2 separate regions of the Sus scrofa genome follow, and region 2 is linked to region 1. Evidence: chromatin contacts called from public Hi-C data. All regions are on one chromosome and are shown on one strand. The core of a region is the stretch at or near the end of the contact, and the rest is flanking DNA. Distances in the headings are between cores, read along the strand shown. Region 1 holds the start of IHH (indian hedgehog). Region 2 overlaps NHEJ1 (non-homologous end-joining factor 1).

Region 1 (5,474 bases), core at 586-3,085:
TCTCTGAGAGGCCAACAGCAGCTACAACCCAAGGCCCTGACGGGTCCTGCCAGGCTGCAGTCTAGCTGGGGGATCTCACTGCCCCAGGAGGGAGCTCCATGTGCTCTTTGCCGCCAGGCTTCTAACCACCCACCCACCTAATCCGCCCGCCGCGGCCCCTGCTCCCCGCCCCTCTCTCCCTCTCCCGCCCCTTTCCTCGGGTCCAGAGCCCGGGCGCGCGCTGTCAATGATTGCCCAGCCCGTGGCCCGGATCCTTATCTGCATTCCTCGGCGCCCGGCCCGGCCCGGCCACAAGCCAACCTTCGCCCCGACACCGGCCAGCCAGCCCCGGCGCCAGGGCGCATGCTGAGGGCCGCAGTCTAGCTGTCCTTCCCAAAGCACCTAGAAAACGGGCTGCTAGCCTGCGGTGGAAGCCCCGGGAGACCACTGAGGAAGGGGACACGTAGGTCACTTCCCTTGCGAACCCAGCTGCTGGGGAGAAAGTTTGTTCCCCACCTCCACCCCACCCTTTCCCCGGCGCTTGGGTCGTGTTCTGGTCCTGTTCCGAGCAGACTAGCTCCGCTGTGGGGCTGCCCCGCATCTCAGACCCTCTCTTTCAAGCCAACCCCGCCACCAAACCCAGGGATCCCCAAGTTCGGTTCCAGAACCCGGAGGCCCGGCACCCCACCTTCAACTGCAGCCGCGCCGCTCAGCTCTCGGGACAGACACGTGGGCTCGCCGGGCAAGCGCCCTTTCCCACCTCCGTCTCCTGGCTCTACTATTCCCCGCTGTTCCCTAAACCCGGACCCCGCCGGGACGCTGCTCCAGGAGAGGGCAGCGCAGCGAACCAAGAGTGCGCGGGGAGGAAAGGCCGGGGAGGCCCTCCGTGCCCGGAGCTTCTTCGCCTTGGGGGGTGCCGAGGCCTCGAAATGAAAGGGGCGCAGAGGTGCGCAAGGATAGCCCGGGAGGTGCGTCCTGGAGGCTCAGGAGGCAGTCGGGTAGAGGTACCTCCAGGTGCTGCGTCTGACCTGAGCTGCCAGCGCTCCGGGGCAGAGGGGCCACCGCCAACCCGCTGGGCTGTGGCGCTTGGCAGCGGGCAGCTCTTCTCACAGCCTCCTGAGGGCTCGAGGGTGCCAACATTCCACCGGGACCCCGGCCGGCCCATCTTGGGCAGGAGGCATCCGGGCTTGGCGAGAGGGGCAGGTGCCAGGGGGCGTGCCAGCCAGTCAAGGAAAGGTGCCAGGGGGCGGGTAGGGCCGGGCAGGTGGCGGTGCTTCGGCGGCGGAGGCGCCCTGCGAGGGCGGGTCGCGCTCACCTGGGTCATGAGGCGGTCGGCGCCGGTGTTCTCCTCGTCCTTGAAGATGATATCGGGATTGTAGTTAGGGGTGAGCTCCTTGAAGCGCTCCGAGCTGCGCGCGATCTTGCCTTCATAGCGCCCGCTGGCGCCCAGGGTCTTCTCCGGCACATTGGGGCTGAACTGCTTGTACGCGAGCGGCACGAGCTTGCGCGGAGGCCGCCGGCGACTGCCCACCACCCGGCCCGGCCCGCAGCCCCGAGCCGCCGGCACCAGCAGCAGCAGCAGCAGCAGGCAGAACCGCAGTCGGGGCCGGAGCCGGGCGGGAGACATGGCCGGGAAGCCCGGGAGAGCGGCGGGCGAGGACGCCTGGTGGGCTGATGGGTGGGCAAGTCGACGGGAGCGCTGCGAGGGCTCAGGCGTCCGGGTGGCTCCGGGGGGCTCCAGGTGGGGGCGCCATGAGCTGCGCGGCGTGGCGCAGGGCTGGCGGGACTCAGGTGCGGGGCGGGGGCCCGGGGCCCTGGCTGGTGGCGGCGCGCTGTCCCCCTCGGCGCCTCGACTCTGAGCTGCCCGGCTCGCCGGCCGCCAATAAATAGGCCGGCCCGTTTGTTTTGGCAACGCGGCGGCGGCGGGGGGCGGCGGGGCTGCGGGCCGCCGGGCTGGGCTGGGCTGGCCGGACCGGCGGGCTGGCGGGCCCCGCGGTTAGCACCCCGGCCCGGCGGTCAGGCGGCTGGGGCGGAGCGGGAGCTGCTGCCGTCTGTGGCGCAGCCCGGGGCCGAGTGAGAAGGGAAATGGAAGAGATCCGGGCTCGGGCCCCGCGCAGACCGCACCCTACCCATGTCCCTGCCTCCTGTGCGCTCGACAGCAAACCTGCGGCAAGGGCAGCACAGCCTCCTCCCCCTCGGGCGGGCGGCCCCGGCACTAGCCAGCCCTCGTCCCTCTCGCTCCTCCGCCGCGCGTCCGCCCGCCCGCTGCCCTCGGCGCCCCCTGCGCTGCCTGAGTTCGCCCTCCCCGCCCGGACGCGCCCCACCCCACCTTGGCCTCCCTTCTGGGCTCCCCGCGGCTCCGGGGTGCCCCGCCAGGCGCAAACCTCCCGTACGGGAGCTGCCACCCCCACAGAGACCGCAACCCACGGCGCGGCCGGACGCGAGGGGCGGGGGGCAGTGGCCGGACCGCATAGCCGCCTACGGTGTCCCCTGCGGGGAAGTAAACCCAAAAGACAGGAGGCCGCTCATAACCTGGTGCCCCACCCTGACCCAGGAGACGCGCCCTCTCAGCTTGGTGGAGCTGAATTCTGTATCAGCCCGGTGCACAACCTGCGGCCGCTCGGTGTGAAGCTGGGAGTTGGGGCATCCAGCCTCATGAAGAATCAAACGGGGGGGGGGTTGTGTTGGAAACACTGTTAAAGGGGGCAAGATGAAGTTGCAAAGGAACAGGCCAAGGTGAAGAGAAGAGCGATTAAATGGTGACACCAAGAGAATACGGGAGGAACCACGAGTGACCACGTTTAAGCCGGGCAGGCATTGATCGCAGGGCAGGGGCTTATTAAGAATGGAAACAAACAAACAAAACCAAACAAAAAAGATTCAAAGACACCGACCCGCACACAAGAGCTGCTAAATAGTTACTCTCAGTTCTACTTTACAAATGACAAAGAGAATGCGTGGAGGCAGCTAGAGAGGTAATCATGAGTTGCAGGTGTATTTTAATGCCATTCAGGAAACCTGATGAATTAGGATTCATTCTGTTAAAACAAGAAAGGCCAAGTGTGTTAAAAACAAACACCACCAGCACCACAAACTATCTGATTTGGTTGCAGTATTTTCTACAAATTCAATAGAGATGGAAATAAAAGGGTGAGAAATAGAAAGTTCTCATTTCAAGAATACTAACACAATAGATACTGTTTTCTTGACCTTTATGTGCCTGATACATGGAATCTATTAGATTTTATTATACTAAGCATTCTACTTGCATTACCTAATTTAAACTTATGACTTCAAAGGAACGTTATCATCCCTCTTTCACAAATGAAGATTTTGAAGTTCAGAGAAGTAAAGGAACTTGCTCCAGGCTGAGGGATTCAAACCCCACCTCCCATAACTGACCCCAGAGCCCCAGCCCTCACCCTTGCAGAGGTATTGGCCCTCTGGGCAGCTCTCATGCATTCAGTACAGCCTGGGTTTGAAGCATTGGTACATGCTTTCGAAGATGTACTCACACATCCTCTGGTCCACAATGTCACCATTTGAAACACTATTTCAGAATTGGAAGGGACTCAGAAGGGTTTGCTTAATCCAAGCACTTCTTATGACAGAAAAGGACACTGAGGGGAAGGTAGGGTGTCTCCCCCAGGGAGGAGGGAAGTCTGCCACCTGGGGACAAAATAGATCATTGCCTGTACTCCCCTTTGCCTGTACTCCCACACCCCATGTTCATTCTTATATATGCATTTGGATTCTGGGTCTCCCAGTCACAGATTACTCTAACTTTGCTTCTTTTCCTTGAAAGCTCCCAAGCTGCTTTAAGGTTTGTTTTCCCGGGTTTGGGAACTAGCCCTGCAATATTCCCCACCCATCTCCTGCTTATATTTCTGGGACACACTACCTCGCTAGGTTAGTACCTCTTGCAGCCCAGACTAACAGGGGCTCTCTGTTTTGGGGAGGTCTAAAAAAGAAAATCCCATAGGCTTCCATGGTCACCTATCCCAGTGTTTGATCATAATATTTTAGAGAAGTTTTGCCTTAAATTCATTCTTTCTCTCTTCCTCCCTCTCTAATGCAAATTCAACTTTTTTCCTCTTTTTCTTGTCTTAGAGAGTAAGGCCATTAAGCCACTTATTTATCCCCGTTAAGGTTGAAGTGTTATGGTTGAAGGGTTATGGTTGAAGTGTTGTTCCTTTCAATCTTCTTTTCTCCAAGTGAAAGACAATTTCTTTGAGCTTCTCTCAGAGGGTCTACCTTATAACCCGTTATTAACTTAACCATTCTTCTTCTCATTTTTCCTCTTAAGCTGTGATCCTGCTGAATACAAATCTCTGGTAAAGATCTGATCCACGTCAAATAAGAATTACTTAGGCAGTGCTGATAATATGGCTTAGCATCAGGGGCGCTTCCATAGCAGTACAACCTCGTGGGTTTGGATTGTGTGCCAATCTAAGTCTAGACCTTCTTGGCCTGGCTAACTTAGGAGCAGTGATCAGGGTGTGTCCAGGAGAGTCAGGTGGAGGGCTAATATTTATCTAGTCTTTTCTCCATGACAGGTGCTTTAAGCACGTAGTAAAATCTTCACAATAGCTCTCTGTGCACAGCAATTATTATACTCTAAAGCTCTAGAAGTAAAGTAACTTGCCTGTGGTCCCATAGTCAAGACTGACTTAAACCTGGGGATTTTTGGCTCTAAGCCTACAATCTTTTCTCAGGACACAATGGCTGTTCAAGATGTGAATCTCAAATTTTTTCTTTTTTCTTTCTTTTTTTTTTCTTTTTTTGTCTTTTTGCCTTTTCTAGGGCCGCTTCCTGCCTCATATGGAGGTTCCCAGGCTGGAAGTCTAATCGGAGCTGTAGCCACCGGCCTACGCCAGAGCCACAGCAACGCAGGATCCGAGCCGTGTCTGCAACCTACACCACAGCTCACGGCAACGCCAGATCGTTAACCCCCTGAGCAAGGCCAGGGATCAAACCCGCAACCTCATGGTTCCTAGTTGGATTCATTAACCACTGAGCCACGTCGGGAACTTCATGAATCTCAAATTTAGATCAGCTTCAGTCCAGTCGCCTTCAAGGAGAGGAAGGTAGAGAGAAGAGCAGAGGTTGAAAGCATCATAATTTCTATAGCAATGACCTTGGAGCACTTTTTAAATTTTATTTTTTATTACATTTTATTGAAGCAGAGTTCATTTACAAGGTTGTGGTCATTTCTGCTGTACAAAAAAAGTGACCCAGTCATACATATACACATATCCATTCTCTCTCAGGACCTTGGAGCACTTCTAATCCCAACTGGGGCCTAAGGACTTTGGTCATTTCTTGGCTGCTCATGTTCTTAGCTGTTCAGTTGGTGTAGTGTAGTTTCTGAATTGGGCCAATCCATTAGACCTCTCAGACAAAGTCTGGCTCTTTTTCTGGTCATTGCCAGGCTTTTTGCCAGCAGTAAAACTGGAGAACGGAGGTGTACAACTCTGGAGGCACCAACGGCCCAG
Region 2 (4,938 bases), core at 1,184-3,683, 52 kb after region 1:
CATATAGGTTACCTCCTGTTCCCAATTTACTCCAGGTGTGCCTCTCAGGGAAGTGTTAGCGGGCTTCGAAGCTGCCTAAAATATTCATAGTAAGCATGGCGAGTGGCAGAGATGGAGAAAATAGGGTTTCCTACTTTCAAAAACTTGTAATCAGAGTTCCCGTTGTGGCGCAAAAGAAACGGATCTGACTAGGAACCATGAGGTTGCGGGTTCGATCCCTGGCCTCACTCAGTGGGTTAAGGAACCAGTGTTACGGTGAGCTGTGGTGTAGGTCACAGATGAGGCTCGGATCTGATGTTGCTGTGGCTGTGGCGTAGGCCGGCGGCTACAGCTTCGATTAGACCCCTAGCCTGGGAACCTCCATATGCCGCGAGTGCAGCCCTAAAAAACGACAAAGGACAAAAGACAGAAAAAAAAACAAAAAAAACAAACAAACAAAAAAAAAACTTGTAATCTACTTGAAGAGACAAAATACATATAAGTGAAAACAGCAAGAAAATAACTGCAAAGAAACATATATGTGAGAGAAAATAAACTATTTGTATAATTGCTAGTGGTCTGTGAAGTAACAGGAAGGTAAGATTGAACTGATAAATTCAGACGAGACTTCCTGGCAAAGGTGAATTTTCTTCCTGAAGAAGAAAAATAGAAATGGACGGATTGAAATCAATGTATGGGCTTATAAAAGCTAGAAGGAACTTTAAGGAGTATTCTATCAAACTTGCTTATTGACTGGGAGTTCCTGTCGTGGCGCAGCAGAAACAAATCCAACTAGGAACCGTGAGGTTGTGGGTTCAATCCCTGGCCTCGCTCAGTGGGTTAAGGATCCAGTGTTACTGTGAGCTGTGGTGTAGGTCACAGAGGCAACTCGGATCTGGTGTTGCTGTGGCTGTGGCCGGCAGCTGTAGCTCCGATTCGACACCTAGCCTGGGAACCTCCACATGCCCTGGGGGCGGCCCTGAAAAGCAGAAAAAAAAAAAAAATTTGCTTATTGACTGATGAATGAAAGGGAAGCCCAAGGAGCTTAACAAATATGTCCAAGTGACAAATAAATAAATGGAAGAAATGGAGTTCAAACCAAAGTAACAGCAACATTCACTGAGGCATTATTCACAGTAGCCAAGTTATGGAGGCAACCCAAGGGTCCATCAACAAATGAACAGATAAAGAAGATGGGGGAGTACCTTGGTGGCCTAGCAATTAAAGGATCCCGTGTTGTCACAGCTATGGCATGGGTTTGATCCCTGGCTTAGGAATTTCTGCATGCCACGGGAGCAGCCAAAAAAGAAAAAAAAAGGATGCGGTGTGTATATGTGTATATACACATATATAAATAAAATGGAATAGTTCTCGGCCATAAAAACATAAAATCTTACCATTTGTGACAACATGGATGGATCTGGAGGGTATTATGCTAAGTGAAATAAGTCAAAGACAAATACCATATGATCTCACTTATATGTGGAATCTAAAAACAATAAATAAAACAAAACAATAAGTAAAACAAAATGAAAACAGACTCATAAATACGAATAACAAAGCTGTCTGAAGGATGGGGGTAGAGGAGCAAAACAGGTGAAGAGAGAGGTGGAAACCCCCAGTTATAAACAAGCTACGGGGCTGCCATATACAGTGTAAGGATTATGGTCAATGATAGTGGAATAACTTTATATGGCGACAGATGGTTACTAGACTTATCATGGTGATTTCATAATGTGTGCAAATGCCAAATCACTAAGCAGTATGCCCGACTAACATAATGTTGTACATCAACTGTATTTCAATGATTTTTAAAAAATCAAAGCATTCTGATTTCGAATCCAGGGTCGATGACAGGAACAAATGCAGAGAAGCAAGAATCAGCAATGCCTATAAAGACGAAGGTGAGCAAACTGGCTTGGCTGCAAGAGGGGCAGTTTCATAGAGAACTGAGCACTAAGAGGCCCCAGTCTAGTCCTGAATAATCCATGTGAGACTCCACTTCTCGCTCTCTTCAGGGACACCATCCACACTTGGGTGACGGGGCCCTGCACTTCTGCATTTCCCACACCACACGTCCTGCTCTGAGACCTTATCTTCTGATGGCCACCATTGTTACTCCCAGATACCTACCAGTTCTAAGGACCCCAAAGCACCCAGATACACATATGGCAAAACTAACCAAGAAGCTACTCCACATATGAACTTCTGGTTCTGCTCACAACCCCGCCCCTCCTCCTTTGCCCCCACCAACACGGAGGAAACCAGATGTACAAATGGTTAACAGAGAAAAAAAAAAATCCCACCCAGACCACTTGAAACGCGGCTAGTCTGGCTGGGCTTCGAGTCCGCTCAGTGACTGCTCCATGTCTGCTATTTATAGCCTCTGGGTGCCCAGCCCAGCTTCCAGGTCACTAATTGTGGCCCAGCCCCGAGCCAACCCCCACACCTCCTCCCCCGCCCTGCAACACAGGGAACGAGAAGCACGTCCAGCTTTGTCCAGCCCAGGAAGAACAGCCAGGAGTGAGATCTGAATCCAAGACCCTCTATGATGTGTCTTGTGGAAGGTGTCAAAGCTGCCTGGAAGGGTCTGTCCTCGCACTTGGACATCTTAGAGAGCTGAGCTATCCCTGCTTTCTCTAGCAGGCAACCTTTCCTGAATTATTCCCCTTCATTCCAAGTTGAATCCCCAGTTCAGGCTAACACATTCAAACACTAGAGAGGTGAGATATGGGTTTCAGCTATGAAAGACACCAGCCAACAGTCCATAAGGAGCATATCTCTGGGAGTTAAGTGTTTAAACATTCATGGATTGGTAGGCTTGCCCTTTCTCGGGGTCTGTTTGTTAGATGACATACCCGTTTATTTGTATTATGACCCCACAACAAGAGAAGTACCCAAGTACTTCTTGGTCTTATTAGAGTTCTATAAATAATTCCTTCTGATTCCAAGATGCTATTATTGAGTATTATTCTATAATACGGTTTTTTCCCTAGGAATGAGGAGGATTCTGAGATGGGCAATAACCATTTTTTGACGTGTAAAACTTTGGGAAGTTACCCTGAGTGGAGAAAAGGGCTTCAGTTTTGTTTGTTAACAAAGGCACAAAGATCAACAGTGAAAAGACTTGGCAGAGAGACTCAGCGAAGCGTTCTGTGTTAGTTCTGTATCTGTGTCACACTGGGGCAACCACCAGTGGACCACATTCTCCACTATCCATTCTAATCTGGAGCCCTGTCTCCATCCCTATTAAACCTGACTATTGTTGATGATGTTCATGGTCAAAGCAAAGGATTACGACTAGAGGTGAAGGGGGAGGTAAGAGGCTTAGGATGAAAGTGAGAAGTCTCCTTCCTTTCCCAGGGCTCCAGTGCCTAAATGGTGGCTACCATACTTCTCAGACAGCCCAACAAGCTCCCAACCCTCGACACCCTTGACCAATACTGCCCAAGACTGGACATCCCAATGTCAGTCTTCCCCTTCTCCCGTTGGGGTTCATTTGGGCCACTAGATAATCTGGCAGAGATTCTGGTTATAGGAGCCAGACCCAGAATGCTGCTGTGCTATCTCATCACCACCCACAAATACCAATTCCCAGCCCCAAATGGCCCCAAATCTTTCCTCCCAAGACCACAAGGGGAAAAAAAAAGTTTCCAAATTAAAAAACTAAAACTGGCAACAAAGGTGCCCCATGGCAGTAACCTTTAAAACTGGCCATTAAAGTTTATAAGTCAGACGGGCACCAACGTGAACAATCAAGAAGAGAAAAACAGCCCCCTCCCTTGGGGACCCGGAGCCACAGCCTTCCCCCTAAAGCCACAGAGCTGATGTCACAAGAAGTGCTTGCTGCCGTCAAGGGCTCTCTGTGTCCCAACTACAACTACTCACGACGACGCAGGCAGCCTCTGTGTGCAGAGGGAGGCGGGCGGGGGTCTGGCTGAGAATAAAGGGAAGTGGGGGGCGAGGAGTTGTGGGTTAGGGGTAGATAGGAGGTGGGGAAAGGTGGGAAGGGGGAGAAAAACAACAAATCTCCTCCTGCCATGAGGGCTGCCTGGGATTCATAGGCCAAGAAGGGGACAGGCTTGTCAGCCTGCCTAGACAGTGGTTCTCGACTTTTCCCACCCAATACACACGAGTCATACTGAATATTTTCATGGGTAACTAAAGGTTATTACACATGATACTTAACTGTTTCGGGGGCACATATCAGAATTTTGTCATAAGGGTATGAATACTTGAAAAGGCCTCCAAATCACTCTGATCGCCTCCCCGATGGGTTAGGTACCCCCTAGGAAGAACCATCAGTTTAGACAGCCTGCTTCTCCTGCCCTCCCTTCCCTTCTGTTTATTCGACATACCTGTTTTGAGAGCTTATGTGTGCCAGGCATTGTTCCAGGGGCATTGCAGAGACAGTGATGAACACAGAGACAAAATCCCTGCCCTCATGGAGAATCCATGCCTTCACAGGGGAGGAAAATAACATAATAAAAAGTTCAACCTGGGGCAAGTTGGGTTGCTATAAATGCAAAGGAGAAAAACAGAGCAGGGAAAGGGGACAGATGGTACTGGTAGGGTTGGGGGTGAAATTTTAGACAAGGTGGCTACGAAGTTCTCGACTGGAAGGTAGCACAGGGAAAAGGCCTAGAGGAAGAGGGGAAGCAGCCATGCAGGTGTCTGGGGAAGAACATTCTCAGCAGAGGGACCAGCAAGTGCAAAGGCCCTAAAGTGGACATGGGTCTAGGAGGTCCGAGAAGGAGTAAGGAGGTGGCTGCGGAGGCTGGGCCCCCACCCATGGTTCACGTCAGAGCTCTCTTCCATTTCAGATCCTGAAGCTCTGACGCCCTGTTGGACGAAATTGTCCAAGCCAGGAAGATACTCACAAGCAGAAAAAAGGTAAATACCTTGGTGAAAAGGGGCGCAGGCAGACAGGTAAGACATATTTCTCTTTTATTTAAACAG

The links. Hi-C and Micro-C count contacts between places; a contact is called where the count stands out from the background.
Region 2: a Hi-C map of liver shows a contact between it and region 1, with 10 times the contacts expected there. The contact joins the enhancer-like site here to the promoter of IHH in region 1. A contact is called at or near these places in 1 of 5 promoter capture datasets (liver), 21 of 47 Hi-C or Micro-C datasets (alveolar macrophages, embryonic fibroblasts, epiblast stem cells and 10 more) and 1 of 2 datasets of contacts at active chromatin or transcription factors (skeletal muscle).

What each region holds. Positions count from the first base shown.
Region 1 is chr15:121,088,286-121,093,759 of Sscrofa11.1, forward strand. IHH (indian hedgehog) reads right to left here and starts at 1,836. Exons shown (of 4, transcript NM_001244470.1): 1 at 1,295-1,836. The coding sequence starts at 1,606.
Region 2 is chr15:121,139,733-121,144,670 of Sscrofa11.1, forward strand. The region is part of intron 6 of NHEJ1 (non-homologous end-joining factor 1); the gene reads right to left. All of the region lies in intron 18 of SLC23A3 (solute carrier family 23 member 3), which reads right to left. Among named protein-coding and RNA genes, the nearest start is that of NHEJ1, 48 kb to the right of the region's middle. Within about 2 kb of position 2,434, at least 7 of the 83 cell types and tissues checked have an H3K27ac peak or open chromatin away from gene starts, as enhancers often do. A contact at or near this core is called in fetal liver and liver, where this site is marked.